Regions from separate parts of the Sus scrofa genome. Here all the other regions are linked to region 2. Evidence: chromatin contacts called from public Hi-C and promoter capture Hi-C data. All regions are on one chromosome and are shown on one strand. Each heading gives the region's core, a stretch centred on a gene start, on an enhancer-like site or on the middle of the called end of the contact. The rest is flanking DNA. Distances are from core to core; before and after follow the strand shown. Region 1 overlaps NHSL1 (NHS-like protein 1). Region 2 overlaps NHSL1 (NHS-like protein 1). Region 3 holds the start of CCDC28A (coiled-coil domain containing 28A).

Region 1 (3,663 bases), core at 919-3,418, 100 kb after region 2:
TTTGCCAGAGAATTGGCTTTGCATGAGAGCTGCAAAGGAAGAGGTACTATGTTTGGTTTAATCTTTCAAAGAGAAGTTTATGGCCTTTTTAAAATTTTTTTTTTCTTCTTAGGGTTGTAAAGAAGGCAGTGTTAAAGAGAGAAGAGAGCCGGAAATGCCGTCTTGCTATTAAAAATGAGGAGAAAGATGGGCTATCTTGGCACTACCTTTGTCAGTTACACATTCTGCAGCAGGTGCATATCAAAGATGGAGCGGCAGCCCGGAGCCTTGGCAGCCTCTGGACCCCTCATTTTCTTTTATGTCATGTCTATCAGGACTCATGGTTTTTGTTTCCTAACTATTTCTCAACTCTCTTTGTGCTGGACTATTTCTACCCATTGAATGTGTGTATCAACCTTTTCTGCTGATTAAGGAAGTTCTGCAAGGAAACATTCTTTTTATATTCGTTTCCAGGATCCCCTATTATATTAAAGTTAGTTGGTCCTTTAAAATACAGAATGATAGACAGATACCTTTAATTTTAACTTGCTTGCCCCTTCTTAGGTCTATTCCCTTTTCTTTCATACTCTGCTTAGAGACTCCGTGTGTTAGGTAGGCTGAGTGAACATGCTTTTGGAAGAAAACTGGTTTTCACAGTCACTTTCTGTCTCATGTCAGTGATGGAGCCACTTATGAAGCTCCCTCTAGAGGTGGATTTGCTGTGCTGTGTAGCACACAGTAGTCTTGGCTTTAGCTTAGCGAACACTCCTGGTACTGACTTTCTCAGGTGGTCTCCAAAGGTTCAAGACATGTGATGAAATGAGTCCCCAGTTAGGGTCGTGTCTTGGGTGGGCTGTGTGGGGAGCAGGGACTTCACTCATGTGAACCAGCCACAGCCTTCTGCTCCTGGATGGCTTTGTTTTAAGCACCTACTCCTCTCAAAGTAACACCTGTTTATTTCTTTGTGAAAATAGCCCAGAAAAGAAAAAAGGCCACCTGTGAATGCCGTCGATTTGTAAACTTGGGGACTGATGAAAATCTTGCTATGAAGCCCTTCACTTATTAATGTCAGTGTGCTCAGTGTTCGGTCCATGCACCATCAGTCCTTTGCCTATCGACTTCAACTTTGTAGGAAGCAGAACAGTGGTTTTCGGCTCCGGCTGCTGCTCTTTGGGAATCATGTTGGATTCTGTAGACCTGGCATTGAGCCCGTACATCTGTAGAGTTAAAAGCTCCCTAGGTGATTCTGATGTACAGCCATGGTGAAAGCCCATTGAAACAGACTTGAGCAGGCACATCAAAGAGTTCAGGGAAAGTGCACGGCCACTTGGAGTCAGGCCGCAGGAACAGGTAACGAGGCTGTTTTCACTGAGAGCCAGAGGGCCGTTTCGATTTTGGAAGCCCAAAGGAACTGGCCACGCTGGGGGCCAGGAGAAATTAAGCTCTCAGGGATTTAGCTCTGTATGGGCTCCTCCTCCCCATTCCCCTCTGACTTGACAGACTTTGACCTTCTCCTGAAATAGCTGTGAATCAGAGTCTATGCCACTGAAGAAGAAGAATATATGGTGCTATTAGAAAAGCCCTTTCTCCACTCTGTTGCTGGAAAGGAAGAACCAGGGCAGGGTGTTTTCTCAAATTTTAATCCCTACTGCCCCCCTTCAGATAATAAAAATGATCAAATAAACTGAAATCCCCTCTTACCCCATCCTTGGAAATGTACTTCGTTCATTAGCATATCAAAGGCTGGGAAAATCCTGTGGTTCTCTCTCACATACACATACATCTCGAAACTTTGAGTTGAGCAAACTTACTTGCATAGGAAGAGGCTTTATGCTTCTGTACCTACAACTGAGCATTTCTTTCCTTAACAGCAGTTTGGGAAAGACTGGCCAAGTCACTTTTTGATTCAGTAATTTTCTGAGGGTTAATTTCTGACAGCTGAACCTCTTTTTAAACTCCTCTTTGAAGTTGGACTGAATTAACAAATGGAAGGCTTGGCAAAGCAGTTTACTAATTCATAACTATATCCCTCTGCTTTCTTTGTGTTGCTAAGTACTATAATCTTTGACCTGAAAGGAAGAATACTGCTAACAAGTAAATATTTAAAAGGCCCCATGAAGTATAATGTTATAATGTGCATGAGTTTGTGCCTGGGGAGCCTGTCTGCTGGATGAAAGCAGTGACTCACTTTTCATCTCCTAAATAGGCTGTTGTTTTACAGTAGGTTGAAAGGAAGTATTTTAAGTGCCAAGAGTTAGATTTCTTTTTCTTTTTAGATTTAGTTGGCCATTGGCTTCACCGATTTGAAGGTGGCGTGTGAGTCAAAACTGCTGAGTGTGCCGGTCCTCTCTGTACGAGTTACGGTGAATGAATGAACTCTGTGCTCCTAAAGGCCACTTGGAACAGCGTGTGGAAACGGAAACATGACTCACTGACAGGCTTGGAGAGTATCAAGGGGGATTCACTAACTTCAGAGCCAGACCCGAGGCGTGGTGAAGCAGGGAGAACCCAGAGGGAATAGGAAACCAGGGTTCTGGTCCCAGCAGTGCCCAGTTGACTGCTTCGAATGACAGTGGCCAGATCACCAGACCTCTCTACTTTCTTTCTGTCCATAATGGGAAGTGTAAATTATTTGTTGCTAGGATCATTTCCAGCTTCCAGACTTAATGAGTCTGAATTCTACGGATTTTCTGGTTTGTGTGGAAGTGGGTGTGGATGTTTTTAATGGTTTTCAGATGGGACTCATCAAGGCTCCATGAAACAAACCTTTATTTTTAAAATGTGAAGTGAATTGCTGTGACAGCGTATGACTAGGGAGTTCATGACAGAAAATGAGGAAGCGAATAAACTTTGATTTACAAGGCTGCGGGCAGCTGGTTTCCTGAGGCTGTGGCATTTGGCACATAGAATGATGCATATGTGATACTCTCAGATAAAGGTTCATTATTATCTACAGACAAAAGCTTTGATCTGTCAGGATTTCTTTTAAAAAGCTGTAAAATAGCCCCTAGCTACCCTGTTCAATGTGCCTCACCATGTTTTAAAAATATATTTAGAACACCCTACTGAAATATATCCACAGACATTTTCATTAAGAAATAGCATCCTGCATACCTGACACCCTCCAAGTTCTTGCTACATGTTTTTTTTGCGTAGTCACTATTGTATAAAGCAATCTTGGAGTTCCTGTTGTGGCTCAGAGGTAATGAATCCAGCCAGTATCCCTGAGGATGTGGGTTCGATCCCTGGCCTTGCTCAGTGGGTTGGGGATCCAGTGAGCTGTGGGTGTAGGTCACAGACGAGGCTTAGATCTAAGTTGCTGTGGATGTGGTCAGCATTGCAGCTCTGATTCGACTCCTAGCCTCCATATACCACAGGTACAGCCCTAAGAAGCAAAAAGCAAAAAAAGAAAAAGAAAAGAAAAATAATCTTGTGTTCTATTATTTTCATTTAATGATTTTCTTTCATGTGGGCTAGATTGTCAGGTACATTGAAATGTCAATGCTATGTCTGTTAGAAACTACCTATGTATTCTTTAAAAGTGATAATCCGGCTTATTTAATGTTTTTTGGGGGGGCTAGCACAGTATTTTAAGGGTCATGAGTAATTCTCTTTGCCTTTATTATGGCCATGAGGATACATTAATTTTCATGAAATAATTGCACAAAAAAGACCCCCAAATAT
Region 2 (3,468 bases), core at 393-2,892:
GTTTCTGTGTGCTTCATAACAACCAGAAGGTGTTTGGAGCGAGTGATTATGAGACTATTATTCGCCCATATTGCGAAAAATGATCAGTTGTATAACGGGAAAGACCCAAACCCATTTCTGTCTACTTTCTCTCAGGCCTGTTTGTCTTGCATTTCTCCGTCTCCCAGAGGGAGGGAATCCACTTTTTAGTACAATCAGCACAGCTCTAGGAGACTGATTCCCAAAATGCAACCCAACAGCACAGCAATTCGGGTCACTTGGGGGGCAGAAACCAAAGAACCAAGATTCCTTTGCTGAGCAAACATAGCGATGAGGCCAGTGAGATTTTAGCTTCAGGATATTGGACTCAGTCTCCTCAGATACTTCTAACCAGAAGGTTTGAGTTAGTGGGGTGTCCCATGACCAAGCTATTGATCTCAATAGCGTTTAGTTTAAACGTCTTCCAGGCGCTGCATTCAGGGTTCCGGGTTCTGCGACACCCCCCCCCCCTTTTACCCACACACAAACACTCTCACACACTCACGTGCTTGGGGGAAGAACCCAGATTTGGCACATTAGGATCTTTCTAGATGGGGGGGAAGGGGCAGGAGAAGCCATAATGCTAAGAAAAACTCATTTGAAGCCCCCTCCAAAAAGAAGTTTTCAAAAGTTCTTCCCGCCCCTCAACTGAGACGTGCGCACTCTTGGTCAGCTACTGAGCGATTTAACGATGTCCTCTCTTCACATACACCGAAGCGGCCTGGAAGCCTTGGCCGCTTTCCAGAAGGGGATCGCGAGAGCCCAGGGGGACCCATGGGGCGTCTCCAGGGGGTGGGGCGCGCTGACCCCGGTCCGGCGAGCAGGAGCGCAGGCGAGCGGCGGGAGCCCGGCTGGCGGCCCCCGTAACGCCCCACCCCTCCCCACACCGGGCCAGAGGATGGGCACGGGCTCGGCCCCACCGCAAGGGACCGGGGGACTTTGGAGGGGAGTGGGGCGGAGACAAGGGAGCCCCCGACCGGGAGGCCGTGCCCGCCCCGCCAGGGTGCGCCGAGCCTCTGGGCCACCACCTCCCCGCGGGCGCTGGGCGCGGCGGCCGCGGGAGCCGCAGGTGGTTCCCCGGGCCGGCCCTTTTCTCCTCCCCTTTTCCTTTCTTTCGCCTCCCCTCCCTCTCGCCCGGTGTCGGCGGCACTTCCCCCGCTTCCTCCTCCCTCTCCAATCGGGAGGGAGGGAAGGAGCCGCCGGCTCTTTCCTGCCTCCCTGCAAACTTCAGCGGGACTCTCGTCTCCGCTCGCCGCCGCGCCCCCCGCCCGGGAGCTGCTCCTCGAACTTCCTCTCGCCGCGCGGCCCGGGAACCCCGGCGGCGGGAAGGACGCCGCCGGGCGCCAGGCGGCCGCCGCTCGGACCCTTCCGAACCCTCCCCGCGGCTCCCCGGGCAGCCGCCGCTCCTCCGTCTCGCCGCCCGCCCGTCGGTCCGTCCCGGCCGCAGCCACCCGGCTGCCCCTCGGCGCCCCGCCGCCGCCCGGACTGTTCTTTGTGTTGGATGCGGACTCGCGCCCCGCGGCGCCGGGGGCCGGACTGAGCGCCGCCCGGCCCCGCCATGCCCTTCCACCAGAGGACCGTGGAGCCCGCGCGGCTGCGCCGGCCCGAGGCGGCCGGGGCGGCGGGCGCGCCGCTCTTCCGCTCGCTGGAGCAGGTCAGCTCACAAGCTCTGGTCTGCCTGCTGGCGCAGCTGGCCGACCTGTCGCGCTGCGCCGGGGACATCTTCGGCGAGCTCGAGGGCCAGGCGGCCGCCCTGGGCCGCCGCACCGCCGCGCTGCACCGCCGCCTCGACGCCCTGCACGCCGCCGCCGCGCGCCTCGACCACCGCCGAGTGAAAATCCGTGAGTGGCGGGCGGCTCGGGGGAGGGGAACGAGGCGGGGAGGCGCCCGGCCGGCTGCTCCCTCCCGCCCCCTGGCGGCCCCCGGCCGGCTCTCGGGCAGCCGCGCAGAGCCCCGGGCCCGCGCGAGGGTCGGGCGTTCGGGTAGGGACGGTCTGACCCGAGACCTGGCGGCCGCACAGGTGGCGGGCGAGTGCGGCGCTCTGCGGTTTTCGGGTTCCGGGGGTTCCTGGCCGCCTGGGTGGAGTGGGCGTCCTGATGGAGTGGGGGAATTGGGTTGGCCCCCGCCGCACTGTCCGGTCCTTCTGTCTGTCTGTGTGGGAGGCTGAGAGGAGCCCCGGGGGCGCTGTAGGCCGAGGAGGAGCCAAGGTCGTGGGAAAAGGGTCAGGGGCAGGTAGCCTGTTCGGGAAACTAGGGTACCATATAGTAGATAAGGACTTACGAGGGATCCAAGCCCTTGAGATTTCAGGAGGGTCGGTTTGTGAAACTCTGAGGATCTCAGCGAGCGTTGGGGCTGCTCGTCACCGCTCTGAGTGCATTTACCTACTAACAAATTAGTTCAGGGTTTTCTTTTTTGGCGCTAGTTTTTGCCGCTTCCCAACACACAGGCCCCCTCACTGACCCACCAGCTTTTTGTAATTCCGGGGGCCTTGACCTTGTACTAAAACTCAGAATCTCATTCGTCTTCGTCTGATCTCCTCCAACCCTGAAAATCAAGTCTCTGTCCTGACGTGGTGATCTCTCCTAGCACCCATTTCATTTCAGCCGCTTAACCAGTTCCAGTGAAGTAACTGGAATCTCCTGCTGGTTCAAAGCAGGGACACTTTCAGTGTAATGTCTGTTTGGTCTTTCCCCCTTTAGTACATAGACTTGATCATAATCTTAAGTGTGAAGAGTAAGGTGGAGATGGTTGATGGATTGCAGGCTGGAGGGGAGATGGTGGTGTAACACACGCCTGGATTTCAGCAGCTCTGGATGAAATTCTTTCTCTCCTTAGCATCGCTCCGTATGCAATCTTGAGTAGCTGGTTTTCAGTTTTTCCCCGCTCTTTGCTAGGAAAGCTTAGCTATATTTTATTACCTCACAACTGGAAGAGTTCAAGTTTTTAGCACTTTAATACCAGTGAGATTGTTTGCTATAATACATCTTTCTCCAAGTTGTGAAAATACCATATGATGGTTTTACATTTTACAGTACATCTCTTTGATATTGCTGTCAGCACATCCTTATAAATTGTGGGCAGTTCTCAAGCCGGGAGAGTTCCTCCCACTCCCCGCCCCCCAAAATAGTCACAGAGGGGAAAAGAAAATCCAAGCGGTCTCATAAAGTTGTTGGACATAAGCAGAATATATCTACTTAATGTGAATAATGATCTCATGCATCAGGATGTACTTTCATAGTGGAATGTCATGGTCATCTCACTAATCACTAGTTGCTTGTGTGCCTTTTCTGTGTAGTGTCTGTGTAGGGGAAGGAGAGTTTCGCCCTTGAGGAACGCTGTGATGAGGCGGATCTGTCAGGTGAACTGATCCATTGTGGGAACTGAAAGACAAAGAAAAACTCCCTGAAGGTCGAGAACTCTTTTTGCAGCTCTTTTTTTACATTTAAACAT
Region 3 (3,247 bases), core at 401-2,900, 73 kb before region 2:
CCCAGGAAACATGAAACTTTATTATATGTGTTTTATTTTGCCAACATCAAAAAAGTTACACTATGAAGTTACTCTTGGCGGATATTTGTAAAGGCTTCTATTTATCCAGTACTGTCCCTTAATTTAACCAGCTTTATTTCTCTTACGGCCATCCATCTAAAAATATCCTTCCAGGAGTTCCCATTGTGGCTCAGTGGTTAACGAATTTGACTAGGAACCATGAGGTTGTGGGTTCCATCCCTGGCCTTGCTCAGTGGGTTAAGGATCCAGCGTTGCTGTGATCTGTGGTGTAGGTTGCAGACTCGGCTCGGATCCCACGTTGCTGTGGCTCTGGCGTAGGCCTTTGGCTACAGCTCTGATTAGACCCCTAGCCTGGGAACCTCCATATGCAGTGGGAACGGCCCTAGAAAAGGCAAAAAAAAAAAAAAAATAATAATAATAATAATAATAATAACAATATCCTTCCACATTTCTTTTTTATTTATGCACAAATATTAAATTATATTTCTGCATGTATCATAAGATGAGAAATTTATATGGCTCTTCACCTTATCAGACTATAAAGTGCCTTAGGTACATTAGACCTCTTATTGTATGTTGTGTTGAATTTAATCATGCTATGACCCTTGAAAAAAGACTCAAATTCATTGATGTCACTCCTAAAGTAATTACTTGAGAATTTTAATGAAAACAGATTTTTCTGCCATTGCCTGGACTCAGTGCAACTAGCACTGTTATTTAAACCACTGGCTTAGGCTAACTCTAGACAATCAAAACTAGAGCTAGGATACCTCCAAAGAACCAAAGGTTGTAAAGGAAAGGCTCTATTGACCAGTCTATAATTTCAGATAACAAAAGTAAATCCGCTTAAATCCTGGCTAACAATTTTTCCTTTTAGAAGCATTTTTAGTAACAGAACAGACATTTTGGAGTTGTTTCAGCATGCAAAATAAATGTTAAAATAACTAAATAGAGAAGATGGGATATCCATTCTGCAGAAAGGCAAGGATCTGTATAAATTTATGATAGATATAAACACATTGGTCTTTAAATTTAATGATGCTTATACACAGTTGGTGATACAAAAAGAGAAAAAAAAACAAAACAGAAGGTAAAGCAATGCAAATAAACCATTCTAAACTAAGATGTTTTGAAGGGCCAGTGCTTAAAAATAACCCCCCCCCCTTTTTTTTTCTTTTTTGGTAAGGTAACATTACTAGCACAAGAGCACCGAAATCCTTCTTGCATACCAAGCAACAAGGAACGTTTCAGAGAAGGCCTTCATAAACTGCTTGTAGTCTAACTCACACATTAGTTTGAGGCAGGAATTCACAACCCCCAGGCAGGACCGCCAGGAATCCCTCTGTACATTACCTTATTTCCCTCCCCCAAGGAGCGGAGCTGAAACCACCCTTCGCCCCCTAGAATTCAGTAATGGCTAGAGTGGATCGGGGAAGGGGCTTACAGGTGGACACTGAGGGAGTGGCTGTGCTTCCACTTCATACCTCAGGAAGAAGGGGATCGGGGTCCTCTTCCTCAGCTTGCAAAGACTCCGGGGCCTCCGAAGCCACCGCCGCAGCTGCAGCCGCCAATGCTACCGCCGCAGCTTGAGCTGGGGTCACATCCCGGACCTCGCGCCTCCACAGTGAGCTTTGTTTACGGAAGTGACGTTAGGAGGCGGAGCCTCCGTGCCCTAGGCGCGAGCCTGGCCTTTTCCTGTTCCGCCAATGCCGCTCTCGTTTCCGCCCCTGGGACCGCATTGCTTCCCATGTCCCGCCTTCAGCTGTACCTTTGGCGAGCTTGGAAAGGAGAACCCATAGCTTGGCTTTTATTTTGGGGTCTGTGGCCCACAAGAAGTGAGCGTGAGGGGCGGTGGTGGAGGCAAAAACCGGAAGTGCAGTACCCTTTCCGGAAGTTGCCCCATCCCCTCGGTGTGTATCAGCGTCCACGCACTACAACTCCCAGAATGCTGTTCGAGCAAGTTTGGAGGCGGAACCAGAGTGTCGCCATAGCAACTATCCCGGAGAGTTTCTGACACATCGCCGGCATTTGGCAAGGTAACCTACTTTTGTCTTGGAAGCCAGCGTGAAAAACTGATTCTGTTTAGCGATCCCGATGCAGAGCCCCTAAATGAAATTCTCTTACTGCTGCTATATAGGTACCGTTTAGGCCCTTGAAAGAAGTTATCTCACTACAATCTATAAGCTGGGTGTGAGAAATACCCGTTTTAGAAGTGAGGACTCTGAAAGTCAGAACTGCTAATAAATCCAGGTCTCTCTGTCGCCAAGACACTTCACTACACGTACCGCCTCTGGAGAAGTAATTGACGTTTGAGAGAGATCGAACTTTCCTAACGGGGGGAGAATCCATGTATCATTCCCTAGTTTGGCTAGCCTTTCCTGTATCCGGGTTGCGGGTGGAAAGTTTTAGGTTCACTGACAGATTGAAGAGACTGGAGAGAACCACATACTTTCTCCTCATTTGCTAATGAGGAAACAGTATTAGAGGTTATATTAATGCCAAAGAGGCAGAGCAAAGACGAACGCAGTTGCCTTGGTTTCTAGTATATGTTCTTCTACTGCCACCCTTTCCATATTTTAAAATTCTGAAATGTTTTAAAAAGAAAAACAGAGTAAACATTCACTCACCCACTGTCCAGAATGAACGGATGTTACATTTTGTCATTTTATATCTTTAAATGAAAGAAATAGGTTATTTGAATAAAGTAGGTGCCACCTATTTTCAATGCCACTCTCCTTCGGAGGGGCAACTCTGGTCTTATGTTTGAAATGCATTTTGCTAATCTAGGTTCGTATACTTTCATTATTACTAAGTATTTGTAAACTATATATAGAATAACTTTGAACTTTTGAAGTTTTATGCTATTATGTTTTGTGTATTGATCTACAACTTGCCTTCTCACCCAGTTCTATGTTTTTGAGATCTATGCACACTGATACAGATGGCTAGACTTCACTTGTCTTAACTATATAGTATTCTAATCAAATAGGCTTACCACACATTATTTGAGAATTCCCGTAGTGATGGATATTTAGGTTGTTTCCCATTTTTCACCATTACAAACAATACTCTTGGGTGCAATCTTCTCAATATCTTTTCTCAGTATCTCTTAACTCTTCTCTGAATTGTCTGATCTGGATAAGCAGAGCTTGCAAACTGGTGATTCACATGCTATTTAAATTTTTTTCAAATTAGTTGCTAACAATTGAAAGTGAAGAGATTAGGA

Evidence for each region. Promoter capture Hi-C pulls out the DNA fragments that hold promoters and counts their contacts. Hi-C and Micro-C count contacts between places; a contact is called where the count stands out from the background.
Region 1: a contact with region 2 is called in a promoter capture Hi-C map of liver, with 6 times the contacts expected there. The contact joins two enhancer-like sites. A contact is called at or near these places in 2 of 5 promoter capture datasets (fetal liver and liver), 12 of 47 Hi-C or Micro-C datasets (brain, embryonic fibroblasts, fetal liver and 4 more) and 1 of 2 datasets of contacts at active chromatin or transcription factors (alveolar macrophages).
Region 3: a contact with region 2 is called in a Hi-C map of undifferentiated spermatogonia, with 1.6 times the contacts expected there. The contact joins the promoter of CCDC28A here to the enhancer-like site in region 2. A contact is called at or near these places in 2 of 5 promoter capture datasets (fetal liver and liver), 15 of 47 Hi-C or Micro-C datasets (alveolar macrophages, embryonic fibroblasts, fetal heart ventricle and 8 more) and 1 of 2 datasets of contacts at active chromatin or transcription factors (alveolar macrophages).

Annotation. Positions count from the first base shown.
Region 1 is chr1:25,834,488-25,838,150 of Sscrofa11.1, forward strand. All of the region lies in intron 1 of NHSL1 (NHS-like protein 1), which reads left to right. Among named protein-coding and RNA genes, the nearest start is that of NHSL1, 170 kb to the left of the region's middle. Within about 2 kb of position 2,169, at least 28 of the 83 cell types and tissues checked have an H3K27ac peak or open chromatin away from gene starts, as enhancers often do. A contact at or near this core is called in alveolar macrophages, fetal liver, liver and 1 more, where this site is marked.
Region 2 is chr1:25,734,794-25,738,261 of Sscrofa11.1, forward strand. The region is part of intron 1 of NHSL1 (NHS-like protein 1); the gene reads left to right. Among named protein-coding and RNA genes, the nearest start is that of NHSL1, 73 kb to the left of the region's middle. Within about 2 kb of position 1,643, at least 46 of the 83 cell types and tissues checked have an H3K27ac peak or open chromatin away from gene starts, as enhancers often do. A contact at or near this core is called in alveolar macrophages, fetal liver, liver and 4 more, where this site is marked.
Region 3 is chr1:25,661,627-25,664,873 of Sscrofa11.1, forward strand. CCDC28A (coiled-coil domain containing 28A) reads right to left here and starts at 1,651. Exons shown (of 6, transcript NM_001244669.1): 1 at 1,506-1,651. NHSL1 (NHS-like protein 1) reads left to right here and starts at 1,928. Exons shown (of 7, transcript XM_021087407.1): 1 at 1,928-2,057.